Regions from separate parts of the Mus musculus genome. Here regions 2, 3 and 4 are each linked to region 1. The links are chromatin contacts, called in public HiChIP or PLAC-seq, Micro-C and promoter capture Hi-C maps. All regions are on one chromosome and are shown on one strand. Each heading gives the region's core, a stretch centred on a gene start, on an enhancer-like site or on the middle of the called end of the contact. The rest is flanking DNA. Distances are from core to core; before and after follow the strand shown. Region 1 holds the start of Vegfa (vascular endothelial growth factor A). Region 2 holds the start of Mea1 (male enhanced antigen 1). Region 3 holds the start of Spats1 (spermatogenesis associated, serine-rich 1). Region 4 holds the start of Srf (serum response factor).

Region 1 (3,611 bases), core at 657-3,156:
GTGAGACATTTGGTGGCTTTCCTTTCTGACTCCTCTTAGTTGCTTAGAGCAGGGATCAGGATCAGGTGAGGAAACCCACAGGAGGGCTCTGGACCAGCAAACATTTACTAACTACTACTTTCCCTGCTACAAGAGAGCCATCCAGGAGGGGACTCGGGACTAGTAATGATGGGCAGGAAGGGATAGCGTGAGGAGCCAGCTCCCTTCCTCATAAGATCCTCATACTACTGCTCCATTGGAATTGGGGTGCCCAAGAGGTGCCAGCACCCACCCAGCTTCAGTACTGTGTGCAGAGGGATGGAGATAGTGGATTACACTGGGGGGGGGGGCAATAGGAAGATTGTTGAGTTCTCTTTCTCAGAAGTCCAGCAGATCTGGGTGAGGGCTGGGACTGGTTGGTCCCTCTCTTCCCACAGGTATCGGAGCCCCCTCTTGTTCCCAGGGGAGCCTAGGAGCAGCTGGGCCAAAGCCCAACCAGGAATTTTTCCAGGCTGGTTCCTATATCCAAGGGTGGGTTAGAGGTGGGGGTTTTGGAGAGCTCTTAAGGAAGACACTGAGGACATGGAGAAGGGGACTTAGTAGAAAGAGAGGGGACAGAGCCACACGGGCTAAGTGTGCAAGCATAGAGAAATAGCCAAGGGTTTTAGGGAGAATGGGAGGACAGAGTACACCCCTGAATTCTGTTTAGAAGATGAACCGTAAGCCTAGGCTAGAACTGAGGGAGCCTCTACTCCCACCCTTCCGAGGGTTGGCGGCAGCGCTGGGCAGCTGGCCTACCTACCTTTCTGAATGCTAGGGTAGGTTTGAATCACCATGCCGGCCTGGCCCGCTTCTGCCCCCATTGGCACCCTGGCTTCAGTTCCCTGGCAACATCTCTGTGTGTGTGTGTGTGTGTGTGTGAGAGAGAGAGATCAGGAGGAACAAGGGCCTCTGTCTGCCCAGCTGTCTCTCCTTCAGGGCTCTGCCAGACTACACAGTGCATACGTGGGTTTCCACAGGTCGTCTCACTCCCCGCCACTGACTAACTCCAGAACTCCACTTCCCGTTCTCAGTGCCACAAATTTGGTGCCAAATTCTCTCCAGAGAAGCCTCTCTGGAAACTTCCCAGAGGATCCCATTCACCCCAGGGCCCTAGCTCCTGATGACTGCAGATCAGACAAGGGCTCAGATAAGCATACTCCCCCCCCCCCGTAACCCCCTCCCCACATATAAACCTAGAGTTATGCTTCCGAGGTCAAACACGCAACTTTTTGGGTGTGTGTGTATGTCAGAAACACGCAATTATTTGGGAGCTCAAAGTCTGCCGCACTCAAGAATCAACTCTCACCCCCTTTCCAAGACCCGTGCCATTTGAGCAAGAGTTGGGGTGTGCATAATGTAGTCACTAGGGGGCGCTCGGCCATCACGGGGAGATCGTGAACTTGGGCGAGCCGAGTCTGCGTGAGGGAGGACGCGTGTGTCAATGTGAGTGCGTGCATGCATGTGTGTGTGTGTGTAGTGTGTTTGTGAGGTGGGGGAGAAAGCCAGGGGTCACTCTAGTTGTCCCTATCCTCATACGTCCCTGCCAGCTCTCCGCCTTCCAACCCCTACTTTCTCCTATATTCCTGGGAAAGGGAATTGTTCTTAGACCCTGTCCGCATATAACCTCACTCTCCTGTCTCCCCTGATTCCCAATACTCTGGGATTCCCAGTGTGTTCCTGAGCCCAGTTTGAAGGGGTGCACAGATAATTTTGAGGCCGTGGACCCTGGTAAGGGGTTTAGCTTTCCATTTCGCGGTAGTGGCCTAGGGGCTCCCCGAAAGGCGGTGCCTGGCTCCACCAGACCGCTCCCCGGGGCGGGTCTGGGCGGGGCTTGGGGGTGGAGCTAGATTTCCTCTTTTTCTTCCACCGCTGTTACCGGTGAGAAGCGCAGAGGCTTGGGGCAGCCGAGCTGCAGCGAGGCCGCGGCACTGGGGGCGAGCTGAGCGGCGGCAGCGGAGCTCTGTCGCGAGACGCAGCGACAAGGCAGACTATTCAGCGGACTCACCAGCCCGGGAGTCTGTGCTCTGGGATTTGATATTCAAACCTCTTAATTTTTTTTTCTTAAACTGTATTGTTTTACGCTTTAATTTATTTTTGCTTCCTATTCCCCTCTTAAATCGTGCCAACGGTTTGAGGAGGTTGGTTCTTCACTCCCTCAAATCACTTCGGATTGTGGAAATCAGCAGACGAAAGAGGTATCAAGAGCTCCAGAGAGAAGTCAAGGAAGAGAGAGAGAGACCGGTCAGAGAGAGCGCGCTGGCGAGCGAACAGAGAGAGGGACAGGGGCAAAGTGACTGACCTGCTTTTGGGGGTGACCGCCAGAGCGCGGCGTGAGCCCTCCCCCTTGGGATCTTGCATCGGACCAGTCGCGCTGACGGACAGACAGACAGACACCGCCCCCAGCCCCAGCGCCCACCTCCTCGCCGGCGGGCTGCCGACGGTGGACGCGGCGGCGAGCCGCGAGGAACCGAAGCCCGCGCCCGGAGGCGGGGTGGAGGGGGTCGGGGCTCGCGGGATTGCACGGAAACTTTTCGTCCAACTTCTGGGCTCTTCTCGCTCCGTAGTAGCCGTGGTCTGCGCCGCAGGAGACAAACCGATCGGAGCTGGGAGAAGTGCTAGCTCGGGCCTGGAGAAGCCGGGGCCCGAGAAGAGAGGGGAGGAAGAGAAGGAAGAGGAGAGGGGGCCGCAGTGGGCGCTCGGCTCTCAGGAGCCGAGCTCATGGACGGGTGAGGCGGCCGTGTGCGCAGACAGTGCTCCAGCCGCGCGCGCGCCCCAGGCCCCGGCCCGGGCCTCGGTTCCAGAAGGGAGAGGAGCCCGCCAAGGCGCGCAAGAGAGCGGGCTGCCTCGCAGTCCGAGCCGGAGAGGGAGCGCGAGCCGCGCCGGCCCCGGACGGGCCTCCGAAACCATGAACTTTCTGCTCTCTTGGGTGCACTGGACCCTGGCTTTACTGCTGTACCTCCACCATGCCAAGGTAAGCGGTCGTGCCCGTCTGCTGTCGCCGGGCCGTGGCGAGCGCCTCTCCCGCTTGGGGACGTGCGTGCGTGCGAGCGCGCGCGTGGGGGGCTTCGTGCCCCACGCGGGTCCTTGGGCACCGGGCGCGAGGCGTCCCCCTCTGTCGTCGTACGTGGAGGGGGAGGGGGTGCGCGCTAGGTGGGAGGGCGCCAGGATCGTCTCGCCGCCCACGCGGGCCCTGCCCACCCACCAGAGTCACCGCACGTACGATCTGGGCCGAGCAGCGGAGGGCGGGAGCCAGAGGAGGAGGCTGAGGGGGCTGGGCTTGTGCCGAGGCTGGCGGCAGAAGTTTGCTCCGGGTCGCGGGTCCCCGGAGAACTGGAAGTCCGGGCAAAGGGGGCGGGAGTCCGGAGCCCAGCGGGCATGCCTGGGGGTGCTCGGACCTTGGACCCGGGGAGGGCAGAGATCGTGGAGGGGGCAGGGCGCGGGCGACCGAGGGGGCTTTGCTGTCACTGCCGTTTGGGTCTCTGAGGCCCTTGCAGTGAGTTTGGGGAAAGTTTTAGGATGGATTGCTGCGGGGACCCTCTCCCACCGCTCTAGCTTGTTGGGCCACCTGCACCGCGCCACCCCCTCCCGTC
Region 2 (3,611 bases), core at 659-3,158, 650 kb before region 1:
CCCATATGTACAGAACTGAATAAAGTGGGTCTCTGAGAGGTCTGAGTCGCCTTGGTGTGAAAGGGACATGGGAAGGAGGAGGCTGTTAAGACCAGAGTTGTTAGTCCTGTGCTGGTCCTGACTTGGAATGTAGGGAGGTAAGGCAGCTCGCTCTCTGGTCACTTCCAGGCAGGGGATGCCTGCCGGGCTTGGAGGGCTTTCTGTACCACATCTTCCCACTGAGCGTCCGAGATCTCCCGAGCCCAGGCAGGAACCCCTGGTGCAGGCAGGCTTACTCCAGCCATCGTCCTTTTCACCAGCTCTACATGTTCTGAAAGCACAGCCAGACTGGTTAGGGAATAAAGAACGGGACCAGCAGCCGGGCGTGGTGGCGCACGCCTTTAATCCCAGCACTCGGGAGGCAGAGGCAGGCGGATTTCTGAGTTCGAGGCCAGCCTGGTCTACAAAGTGAGCTCCAGGACAGCCAGGGCTATACAGAGAAACCCTGTCTCGAAAACCCAAAAAAAAAAAAAAAAAAAAAAAAAAGAACGGGACCAGCTCCTCTCTCCCTAGTGCCTCAGTCAGCCCAAGACCCCCAACACATCATCACGCCCTCATTATTGCCAGGTCTGCCCATTCCCAAGTCTAGTGAGACAGCATTTCACTTAGATTCTGAAGTCCACAAAATCTCAGGTAACGAAATTTTTAGGAATAAAGTGATCTTGTTTGGGGGTGAGGGGGAGAATGGGGGGCATTGTATTCGGTTTTTCTCTGTGCAGCCCTGACTCTCCTGGAATTTGCTCTGTAGACCAGGAGACCACCAGCCTGCCTCTGCCTCATGAGCGCTGGGATTAAAGGTGTGCACCACCATGCCCAGTTCTTACTAGTTTTTGGTAATTATTTCTAAATGAAGGAATGAGCTTTGGTTGTTTTTGTACCTGGGTCCATGGGGATAGAGCTGTGGCTGCTCAATGCGGCGGCTCCCTCCTCATCTTCATCCTCACTCTCCAATGGAGGGTCTGGCAGATGAAGCCCCAGGGCCTGCAGAACCAGAGAAGATAATTTGTTAGGCGCCCCTCCCCCTGCCATTATGATAAACAGCTGTTGGTACATTCCATCTCATCTGCTTAGTAACAGCATCCTCCACCATACCTGGATCCGATCTTGGATGTCAGCAGCTCCATCTTCTCCTTCACCCACTGGTGCCAATTCCACCTCTTCTTGTTCAGGGTCTTGATTGAGGGGCTGGTACGAGTAGCCTGCTGGGCCTGCTCCTGTTTCCTCCTGCTCTTCCTCGGGTTCTTCACTGCTCCAATCCCCAGTTCCTTCTGTAGGACCCTGATGTGGCCCTAAGTCCTCAGTCTGATTGGGGAAGATACGCTCAGGGCCCATGGTGTCTCCCCCTAGAACTACTGCTGCCATCCGGGCAGGGGCTGCAGGGACAGAAAGGCGGGATAGGGATGGGATGAAACCAGGTCTCCTTTCACGTTCAGCCACCCACTTCCCTCTCGCATGGAACTTGCATCTTCCTCCCGTCTCTCCTGCCTCCCTGTCTCAAGTTTGGGTTCTCATATTGAGCTGGAGCACACACGTCTTTAACTCGCCCGATTCCTAAATGAACCGACCACCGGAGGGTTTCACCTCTTCCTAAAAGCCTCTTCCCAGAACCTCGCCCCTCTCACCACGCCCCTCCTCTGGAGGTAACTGCTGGTCGCCAGGCTACCCACCATAGCGCGTCCCCGCCCCTCATTCCCTCTATTCCGGGGGAGTGTAGTACCGCCTGGCAAAAACCCCTTCAGGCCCAGGGTCTCCCCTTCAATGGCCCCAGCTACAGAGTCCCCTACCCGCCCCACTGATTCTCGGCGTTGGTATTTCCTCGCGCCTCACCCTCTCAGAGCCCACAGCCGGACCCGCACCTTCACTTCCGGCGGGGCAGGACATGCTGGGGCTCTTAGTCCTCCAGCCCCGCCCCGTGCCCGAGACTGACGCAAGCGAGGACAAGTCCGCCTCTTGCCCCGCCTCCGCCATCCCCTGCCCGGACCACAAAGAACTACATTACCCAGTGACCCTCAGGCGTGCGACGTGAACTGGTGTTCTGCGCATGCGCACAAACCGGCCCCGCCCACCCGCTCCCCATCTTTCGGCCCTGGGGTAATTCGTGGACTACAAGTCCCTGAAGCTGTCGGGCCGGCAATTCTCACTGCACGTGCGCGTCCCGCTGCCCGCCGGAAGGACGAAGTCTGGCAGTGTTTATCTCGTTGGGGACCGAGGAATCGGTTGGCGGGCAACGGGTTCTAGGCTGCTGGCAGCGCGAGGACCCGCGGCCCCACCCCGGCCCGGCCTGGCAGGTAGCCTGGGATGGGTTGGGGGGATGAGGAAAATTGAAGGGACAGGCGACGCCCATTGCCTACGGCTGGGGCCGCGCGGGAGGGGCTGAGAAGGCTGAGCTGGGGGTGGGGAGGGAGCTAGGGGGATGCTGGGAAAGAGGAGTGTTAATGGTCCGCGAAAGGGTTAGGGGAAAATGGCCTGGAGACGGGTGGGAGAGACCTGGTGGCTGGAGGAAGCGCTGAGAGAAGTGGACGAGTGGGTTCCGAAGAGAATCAGGAAGCTGAGCATAATGGCAGGGGGAGGGGGCAGTGTGGCGTCGTGGGGGAGGGGCGGCTGAGAAAGGTGGACTACAACCGGAGACCAGTCTCATTCACAGAGCGGTATGGTTGGCAGGGGATAAGAATGGCTTGCTTCCCTTCGTGAACTTAGACGAGTTAGAGGGCTCTGGTGTGGACCTTGAAGTGGTGGGAGGAGGAACTGCAAGGCTCTCGGGAAATTAAGAAGGGAAGGGGCGCGAGCAGGGAGGGGAAGCCGACCTCAGGGGCTGGGATGTTGAAAATGGCCTATTGGTGGGAAATGCTGGAGACCCAGAGATAACGTATAACCTCCTGCCTCCGAGTTCTCCTTAGGAAGATGGAGTCTTCCTCCGTCTGCCACTGGGATTGTAGTCTTATCTTTGTGCATTTTCGTTTTATCTGGACTTACTTTCAAAGGAGAGTAAAAGATATGAAGGAGGTTGATAGGCTCTCCACCACCACGTTCTTTCCTTTCTTTCTCTATTTTTTGTTTGTTTTTTTTTTTTGAGACAGGTTCTTGTAGCTCTGGCTAATTTGGGACTTACTGTGTAGACCCAGGTGGCTGACCTTAATTACACAGACATCCCCCTGCCTCCATGCCCCAGCACGAGTGCCTTGGACTTGGATTCTTAAGCTTTCAGTCCTCTTTCTCTGATAAGCAAAAATTGAAGAGCCTGAGTAATGAAGGAACAGTTTAACTTTTGGCTGCTGCTGTTTCACATTGAGAGAGATGGCTACTTAAAGTATACAGTGAAAGGTTGTGGGGGCAGTTGATTCATGAAAGCTGCGTCTGTCCCCTTGAAGGGAACCTCCTTTGCTTGAGGTGCACCCACCCCACCCCCGAGGTTTTTCCTCCCTGCCAAGGATTTTTGAACAGGAAGTGAATGATCACCCAAACCCAGCAGATGTCTCCTGGCAAAGGCATCGCTAGTTGCAAAAAGATTTGCCTGAAAGAGCTCTCAGATATACCTGTTATCACTAGGCTGGCCGGCTGTCTTTACAAAGCCG
Region 3 (3,611 bases), core at 661-3,160, 560 kb after region 1:
GCCACCAGCATAAGGGCAGTCCCCTGGCTGTTTGGATGCCAGTCCTATCAGGGCACTCAGGGTGCCTGGGAAAGATGTAACACCTGTCAACTGGGGAGTCAAGCCACTTAATCTCAGCACTCAGGACACAGAGGCAGGGACAGGCAAATCTGTGAGGTTGAGGCCAGTGTGGTCTACATAGAGAGTTCCAGGCTAGCTGCAGCTACACAGAGAGACCCTGACTCAATAAAATAAAAGTCAAGCCACTCTGGCCCCAATGTCTTAGCTTTTTATAAAGGAAAAAAAATCACATTAAAAGGGATGCTTACAACAGGATTTATCACTATATAAAGGCACTTCAGCTGCAATTAACAGCACTTTAACAATGCTTTGCTCCTGCCCCAGAGAGAGATGGTGTCTTCTAATCTGTCAGTGCCTTTAACCTGTTGCAGTCCCTGATAGGAATACTACTATTTTACAATTAAAATTAATCCTGTGAAACTGACAATATTCAGCTGTTTGATCCCACCAGTGGCCATTCTGACATTACCACCTTCTCATTTTCTTTCTTCCTGAGACAGTTTCTGTGTATAGTTCTGGCTGTCCTAGAACTCGCTCTGTAGATCAGGCTGGCCTTAAACTCACAGAGACCCACCTGCCTTTGCCTCCAGAGTGCTGGGATTAAAAGTGTGTGCCACCACTGTCCAGCTCTGGCTTCTTTTTTATAACCCCAGTGGCCGTCTCCTATTGGATGACTCCTCAGTTAGGGCGTGGCCTGGAGAGGATCTACTCCGTCTAAGCAATATTTGGCTAGCTCAGTTTCAAGATTTCTATACTCCTTCTGTTGTTTCTTTTGCAATCAATGCAATTACTAACAACAGAACCACTCTGTGGAGAGGGTTCAGTGGGTAACGTGCTTTCTGCACAAGCCGAGGACCTGAGTTCAAACCCCAGGACCTACTAAAAGCCATATGGCACATCTATAAGCTGGTGGGACAGAGATAGGTAGTTCCCTGGGACTCCTTGCTGTAACAGTGAACTCCGGGTTCAGCAAGAACCTTATTTCAAAAATGTAAGGCAGAGAGCAACGGAGGAAGACACCTGACATATACAAATGCATGGGCAAGTGAGTCCCTGATACATGTGCACGCACATGCATACAGCACACAAGTAAATATGAATAATTATATTAATTACTCTCTCTCTTTTCCTCCTCCTCCTCCTCCTTCTTTTTTTGTTTTTTTTTTTTTTTTTGAGACAGGGTTTCTCTGTGTAGCCCTGGCTGTCCTGGAACTCACTCTGTAGACCAGGCTGGCCTCAAACTCAGAAATCTGCCTGCCTCAGCCAGCCTCCCAAGTGCTGGGATTAAAGGCGTGTGCCACCACTGCCCAGCCCCCAAACCAGGTCTCAATATAAATTTAGAGACTAAGCTTGGGATGGGGGGCGTTTCTATGTGAGATTTATTAGGGAAAGGGTTAGAAAGATAAATTTCAGTCTATACCATGGAGAGAAAGATAGCTTTGTAAGGGTGGAACTTGGGAGTGAATCTGTTTTCTGGATGACCTTGAACGAGCCTTTGTTCAAAGTCAGTTTTCTATTTTGAAAAACGCAGCTGGCTGCTGAGGCAAGACAGCATCCAGCAGGGCGCCTGGCCCAGAAAAAGGAGCGGTAAGTGGTGGGTGAATCCTGTCTAATCAGGATGCCAATTCTACACCGACATCTGCAAGCTCTGTAGAGGGTGCACCGCACACGGCCACCCGAGGTGACAGAAGTAGCAATGACAGTTGTTGGAAAAGAGCCGCAAACTAAAACAAAATCCTGAGGTTCTGCAGCTCTGAGGTCTGAGACCTCCATCCTCAACCCAGGCCGGAGCGCCGGGTGCAGGAAGATAGGTGCGTCAAGAGTAGCGCGCCAGCTCGCGGGAAGTGGCGCGTTGTCCTGGCAACCCTGGACCGAGCCTTGCAGGCGGTGGTAGACGCCCTTGCTTTCGCTTTGCATCCTGGTATTTGGCAGTTCCGCTGCCAGTTGGTGCGTTGATCTGGGCCACATCCTCCATGGAGTCTTCCAAGGGTAGATGAAGGGCTTCCCCCAGGGAAGTAGGGTGGGACTCAGAGGTGGAAAGGAGACCCAAGGACGGGGCGGGGCGAGTACTTTCGGGAGCCCTGAGTCAGGAGGAGGAGGAGTGGGCAGGACATTCAAACCCGTGAACACCGCTAGGAGGTCCAGTGAGATTTAGGTTTTTCCCTTGCGCTGCCTCTTGAATTTCAATGACTTATGGGGTCTGTTGGTTTTGAATGATAGCCTTTCTAACAAGCACCTTTTGGGTCCGATTGCTTTTCACTGTGTGAACTGGTGAGCCCATGAATACTGGATATGGCAATCCCGTCCGCCAACTTCCCTCTGTCTCAAGAGCGGCCTGTACTAGAGAGCGGCAGAAGGTTCCAGAGAAAAGCGACTTGGGCATGACTAAGGTGGAAAAGAAATACAATTGAGTTCTGGGAAATCAAAAGGTTGGATGGGTGTATAAGCTTATGGAGAGAAAAGGTTTATTGGACTCATAGCTTTATAGGTTTTTTTTTTTTTTTTTTTTTTAAAGACTAAGCACTGCTACCTCATATGTAGCCCAGAGTAGCCCGGAATTCTCCATCTTTTGCTTCACAGGCCCCCGACATTCCAGGTGTGGCTCATGGTCAAGGTCCTGTTGCTTTGGCCCTCTGGTGGCATATCATAGTGGCAATCATCAAAGCGTCTCCCTCTTAGTCAAGAAATAATGACGAGTAAAAGGGATGGCTGTGGTCCCACTCTTTCACTCAGAGGCACCCCAACGACCCAAGACTTCTTATTTTTTTAAAGTTGTCTTTATTTTATTTATGTATGTTTTGCCTGCCTGTTTGTATGTATGTATACTGAGTTTGCGTCTGGTGCCTGCAGAAGGTAGAAGAGGGCGTTGGATACCCGGGAACTGGAGTTATGGATGGCTGTGAACCACCACGTGGTGCTGGGGATAGAAGTCCCGCCCCCCCCTGCAAGAGCATCAAGGGTTCTAACTCTCTCCACCTCCATGCCCTCTGACTTTTAAAACAGTCCCATCATCCCAACAGTATGACAGACTGGGAGCTAAATCTTTAAAACATGGGTTTTTGGAGAGCATTGCAGATCCAAGCTAAGGCAGATAGTTAGGGGCTACACACAATGAGCTCATGTCTACATTTGAGATCTGATCAGTCAGAGACTTCCATCAAAAAGAGGAGCTAAGCTGGCGCTTGCACACGTGCAGTGCTTGTGCAGGACAGGCAGGCACGAGGATCGCAGTGTTCAAGGTCATTCTCATGGTATACAGCAACTTTGAGGCCAGTCTCGCCTGCGTGAGACCCTGTCCCAACAACAAGACAAGGCAGAGATCTGACTGTGTGGTTGCCTGGAGCTTCTAACAGCAGGGAAGTATATTGTAAACGAGTAAAGGGAGCCAGGGGTTTGAGCTGCCTCGTGCTTTGTTTAATAAGCACAGAGTCTGGGCTTTGCCCTAGGGTCTGTCCATATCCATGTTTTTGCTTGCTCAGATATTAGTAGAAATGCGGCATTACTTATGAGATTGGGGCACTTCAGGTGGAACTGAGCACTCCAAGGCAGGT
Region 4 (3,611 bases), core at 677-3,176, 520 kb before region 1:
TTCCTGGGTGTTGCAAGAATGAGCCACCCCATCTAGCTAGCTTATTCGTTGCTAGCTAGTACAACAGAACGAACCAATCGCTTTCTCCTCACAACACTTAAAGGAAACCCATTTCATTAAACACACCAGGAAGTTTGTGACTTGCCACATGTAGCCCCAATTACCTAGCCACAGGCCACTGCTGTGGCTTCCTCTACTCTTTGCCCCCTTTAAATCTGGACTTAGAACTTGAGGGATGGGCACTGTCTCAGGGTGTCTACTGCTGGGACGAAACATCATGACCCAAGAGCAAGTTGGGGAGGAAAGGGTTTATTCAGCTTACATTTCCACATTGCTGTTCATCACGGAAGGAAGTCAGGATAAGAAACAAACAGGACAGCAACCTGGAGGCAGGAGCTGATGCAGAGGCCATGGAGGGGTGCTGCTTACTGGAAAGCTCATGGCTTGCTCAGCCTGCTTTCTTATAGAACCCAGGACTACCAGCTCAAGGATGGCACCACCCACAGTGGGCTGGGCCCTCCCCCATTTAGCACTAGTTGAGGAAATGCCCCACAGCTGGATCTCATGGAGGCATTTCCTCAACAGAGGCTCCTTCCTCTCTGATGACTCTAGCTGTGTCAAGTTGATGCCAAACCAGCAAACCAGCCAGTACAGGTACCAACACCAGAGAATGGACCAGGTCACTTGTTTGTGTGAAGATGTCAGATCACCTGGAATTGGAGTTAAAGATGGCTGTGAGCCACCATGTGGTTGCAGAGAATTGAACCCAGGACCTCTGGAAGAGCAGCCAGTGCTCTTAACTGCTGAGCCATCTCTTCAGCTCCCAATGTTTGTATACTTTTCTTTTTGATTGGTTTTGCTATATAGTCCTGGCTGGCTTGGCACTCACTATGTAGGTCGGGTTGGCTTTGAACTCCAGGCAATCCTCCTGTCTCAACCTCAGGAACAGCTAGAATTAAATGTGTATATCACACCGTCCGGCCAGATTTAAATAGTTTCAGTAACATAGAAGTGCAAGATATTTTCTCTAGCTTGGAGCAAAGATTCAGACTCTCAGACCCTTAACCTGGGCTTTGTAACACCCACGTTTTAACCTTTCTATCTTTTTATTTTTTAATACTCCTGTGGACCTGTAATGTCGATCACTCTCTTGCTTAAATTTTCTATCCCACTGTACTTTCAGGCCTGTGCTTTAGCCTCGAGACCACCCCCCACCCCCCTTTTAGCACAGCCGGCAGCTGGAAGTCTTCACTGATCTCTCACTTTCCGCCCTGCCCCCATCATGGATGGGAGGATGTCTCTGTGCCTCCTCCAGATGTGTGTCTGCCAAAGATACCCCTCCACCCCCAGTGTAGAGGATGATGAACGATGTGACCTCGCAGCCAGACTTGTGGGAAAGTGTTGATCCTTTGAAAAGAGAGGGAAAGGCAAGAGTGCGCGACAGAGCCGCTGGGCTAGCGGAGTCGAAAGACTCAGGAAGTGGTGGGAGAAGCGCTCCAATCTATCCCTGCCCTCTTTCGCTGGAATTAGGAAGTCTTCCTCTTTATTTGTTTCAAACCCCATCCATTCAGGGGTTCCCTCTTCTGCCCTGCAGTCCTCTCCCAGGCTTCCTTCCTCTAGGATAGTTTCAACACTCCACTACTCTCCAACCCAGGGGGGCGGAACTGGTTCGGCTCCACTGTTCCTTTAAGGAGTTGGCTCCTCCCTCCCACGGAATCGCGGTCTGACGCGGGGATGACAGCAGCGAGTTCGGTATGTCTATGCAAATAAGTGTCCCCTTCGGGCCAATGGGGAGCCTAGGTGCCGGAAGCGCGGACCAATGGGGCGGGGGCGCTGGGGCTCGCCATATAAGGAGCGGCCTCGCCATAAAAGGAAACATTGTATCTCTTTATATGGGGGGGGGAAGGGTTGGGGGATACCTCCGCAGCCAGCGCGTGGTCCCGGCCCCCTCCACCCGCGGTCTCGGCCGCGGCCAGCAGCCCCTGCCCCGCGGGGGACGCTGACGGCCGCAGGGCGCGCCTCCCCGGCACACGGACAGGGGGCGCTGCGCGCGGCCTGGGGCAACCCCGGCCATAGGGGCAGGAAAGTGAGGGCCCAGGTCGGCCCGGGCGTGCAGGGGCCCCGGGCTCGCAGCGGCGGCCGCGGCAGCAAGAGCGGCTTTAGTAACAGCGCGAGTGCCGGGTGGAACCGAGAAGCCGATGGCGGCAGCTGCCCCGATTCCTCGCTGACTTGCCCGTCAGCCCTCCTGCACTGAGCGCCATGTTACCGAGCCAAGCTGGGGCCGCGGCGGCTCTGGGCCGGGGCTCGGCCCTGGGGGGCAACCTGAACCGGACCCCGACGGGGCGGCCGGGCGGCGGCGGCGGGACTCGCGGGGCGAACGGGGGCCGGGTCCCCGGGAACGGCGCGGGGCTCGGCCAGAGTCGTCTGGAGCGGGAGGCTGCAGCGGCAGCGGCGCCCACCGCCGGGGCCCTCTACAGCGGCAGCGAGGGCGACTCCGAGTCCGGCGAGGAGGAGGAGCTGGGCGCCGAGCGGCGCGGCCTCAAGCGGAGCCTGAGCGAGATGGAGCTCGGCGTGGTGGTCGGTGGGCCTGAGGCGGCGGCGGCGGCCGCCGGGGGCTACGGGCCGGTGAGCGGCGCGGTGAGCGGGGCCAAGCCGGGGAAGAAGACCCGGGGCCGCGTGAAGATCAAGATGGAGTTCATCGACAACAAGCTGCGGCGCTACACGACCTTCAGCAAGAGGAAGACGGGCATCATGAAGAAGGTACCGGAGCCGGAGGTTGGCGCGCCCCGGGGGGAACCGGAGGGTGGGTGCGCTCTAAGGTAGCCCCGGAGCGAGACAGAGCCGAGGCGGAGGTGAGAGGCGGGCTAGTCCGCAGGAGGTGTGTGGGAGGGGATGGTTGTACCCTGGCCTGGCGAAAGGGGAGGGGCCGCCGGGGAAATATGGGGAGAGGGGAGATGCTGCGAACGTCCGGAATCCTGGGCGAAGGCGCCGAGGTGGGAGTGACCAGCGCGCGGGAGACAGAGGGTCCTGGAGGAGTGCAGGATAACCAGACGCCGGGATCCGCAGATCCTCTGTGTCCTGGTGTGCGCGAAGGGCGGTGGGAAAGGGAGCAGAAGGTTTGGAGATGAGGAGGCAGGAGTTGGATGACAGCTGCAGCGAGAGAGCTTGAGTGGGAGGAAAGGTGGGCATCGCTCGAGTTGTACGGGCTTTGAAGGACAGGCAGGGTTAGGAACCAGGTGAGGAAGCTAGGCGGGAGAAACTGCTGCTGCCTTGAGGAACAGCGAGCTGGGACCAAGTCCCGCCCTGCCCATGTGTCTTCCGTTGCTTTCTGTGGAAATCTCATGCTGCCTCGGGGCTGGCTGCAGAATCGCCGGCCTTTGGTACAGGTAGGGTTTCCAGCTCTAGAGCAAATCAGAGTATGGAATGTTGGGGGGAAGTCAGGAAGATTTGTAGAGGTATCATTTGCCAGATGGTATCCTATCAAAAGTGGCAAGGATGGGAGTCGTCTTGGAGTCTAGAACAAACTGTAAGGGATGGAAGCAGAGGGACTGGGAAACCACCTACAACCTGGGTGGGAACCAGTGTTGTTATCTTGTAGACGATGCATCTGC

Evidence for each region. Promoter capture Hi-C pulls out the DNA fragments that hold promoters and counts their contacts. Hi-C and Micro-C count contacts between places; a contact is called where the count stands out from the background. HiChIP or PLAC-seq counts read pairs in DNA pulled down with a chosen protein or histone mark.
Region 2: an HNF4G HiChIP or PLAC-seq map of pancreatic cancer cells shows a contact between it and region 1. The contact joins the promoter of Mea1 here to the promoter of Vegfa in region 1.
Region 3: a contact with region 1 is called in a Micro-C map of embryonic stem cells, with 5 times the contacts expected there. The contact joins the promoter of Spats1 here to the promoter of Vegfa in region 1. A contact is called at or near these places in 7 of 39 promoter capture datasets (the 3T3-L1 cell line, cranial neural crest, hippocampal neurons and 3 more), 3 of 484 Hi-C or Micro-C datasets (the HL-1 cell line and embryonic stem cells) and 3 of 115 datasets of contacts at active chromatin or transcription factors (bone marrow-derived macrophages, double positive thymocytes and pancreatic cancer cells).
Region 4: a promoter capture Hi-C map of pre-B cells shows a contact between it and region 1, with 2.6 times the contacts expected there. The contact joins the promoter of Srf here to the promoter of Vegfa in region 1. A contact is called at or near these places in 5 of 39 promoter capture datasets (the C10 cell line, cranial neural crest, hippocampal neurons and 2 more), 1 of 484 Hi-C or Micro-C datasets (the HL-1 cell line) and 3 of 115 datasets of contacts at active chromatin or transcription factors (cardiomyocytes, memory CD8 T cells and pancreatic cancer cells).

What each region holds. Positions count from the first base shown.
Region 1 is chr17:46,030,672-46,034,282 of GRCm38.p6, reverse strand. Vegfa (vascular endothelial growth factor A) reads left to right here and starts at 1,906. Exons shown (of 7, transcript NM_009505.4): 1 at 1,906-2,992. The coding sequence starts at 2,393.
Region 2 is chr17:46,679,418-46,683,028 of GRCm38.p6, reverse strand. It overlaps Mea1 (male enhanced antigen 1), which reads right to left and starts at 1,908. Exons shown (of 4, transcript NM_010787.2): 1 at 1,824-1,908; 2 at 1,132-1,412; 3 at 918-1,020; 4 at 1-310. The coding sequence starts at 1,401. The coding sequence ends at 159. Klhdc3 (kelch domain containing 3) reads left to right here and starts at 2,099. Exons shown (of 12, transcript NM_027910.3): 1 at 2,099-2,327. Ppp2r5d (protein phosphatase 2, regulatory subunit B', delta) reads left to right here. Exons shown (of 15, transcript NM_009358.3): 15 at 1-38.
Region 3 is chr17:45,473,237-45,476,847 of GRCm38.p6, reverse strand. Spats1 (spermatogenesis associated, serine-rich 1) reads left to right here and starts at 1,910. Exons shown (of 8, transcript NM_027649.3): 1 at 1,910-2,049. The coding sequence starts at 2,034.
Region 4 is chr17:46,554,477-46,558,087 of GRCm38.p6, reverse strand. It overlaps Srf (serum response factor), which reads left to right and starts at 1,926. Exons shown (of 7, transcript NM_020493.2): 1 at 1,926-2,760. The coding sequence starts at 2,260.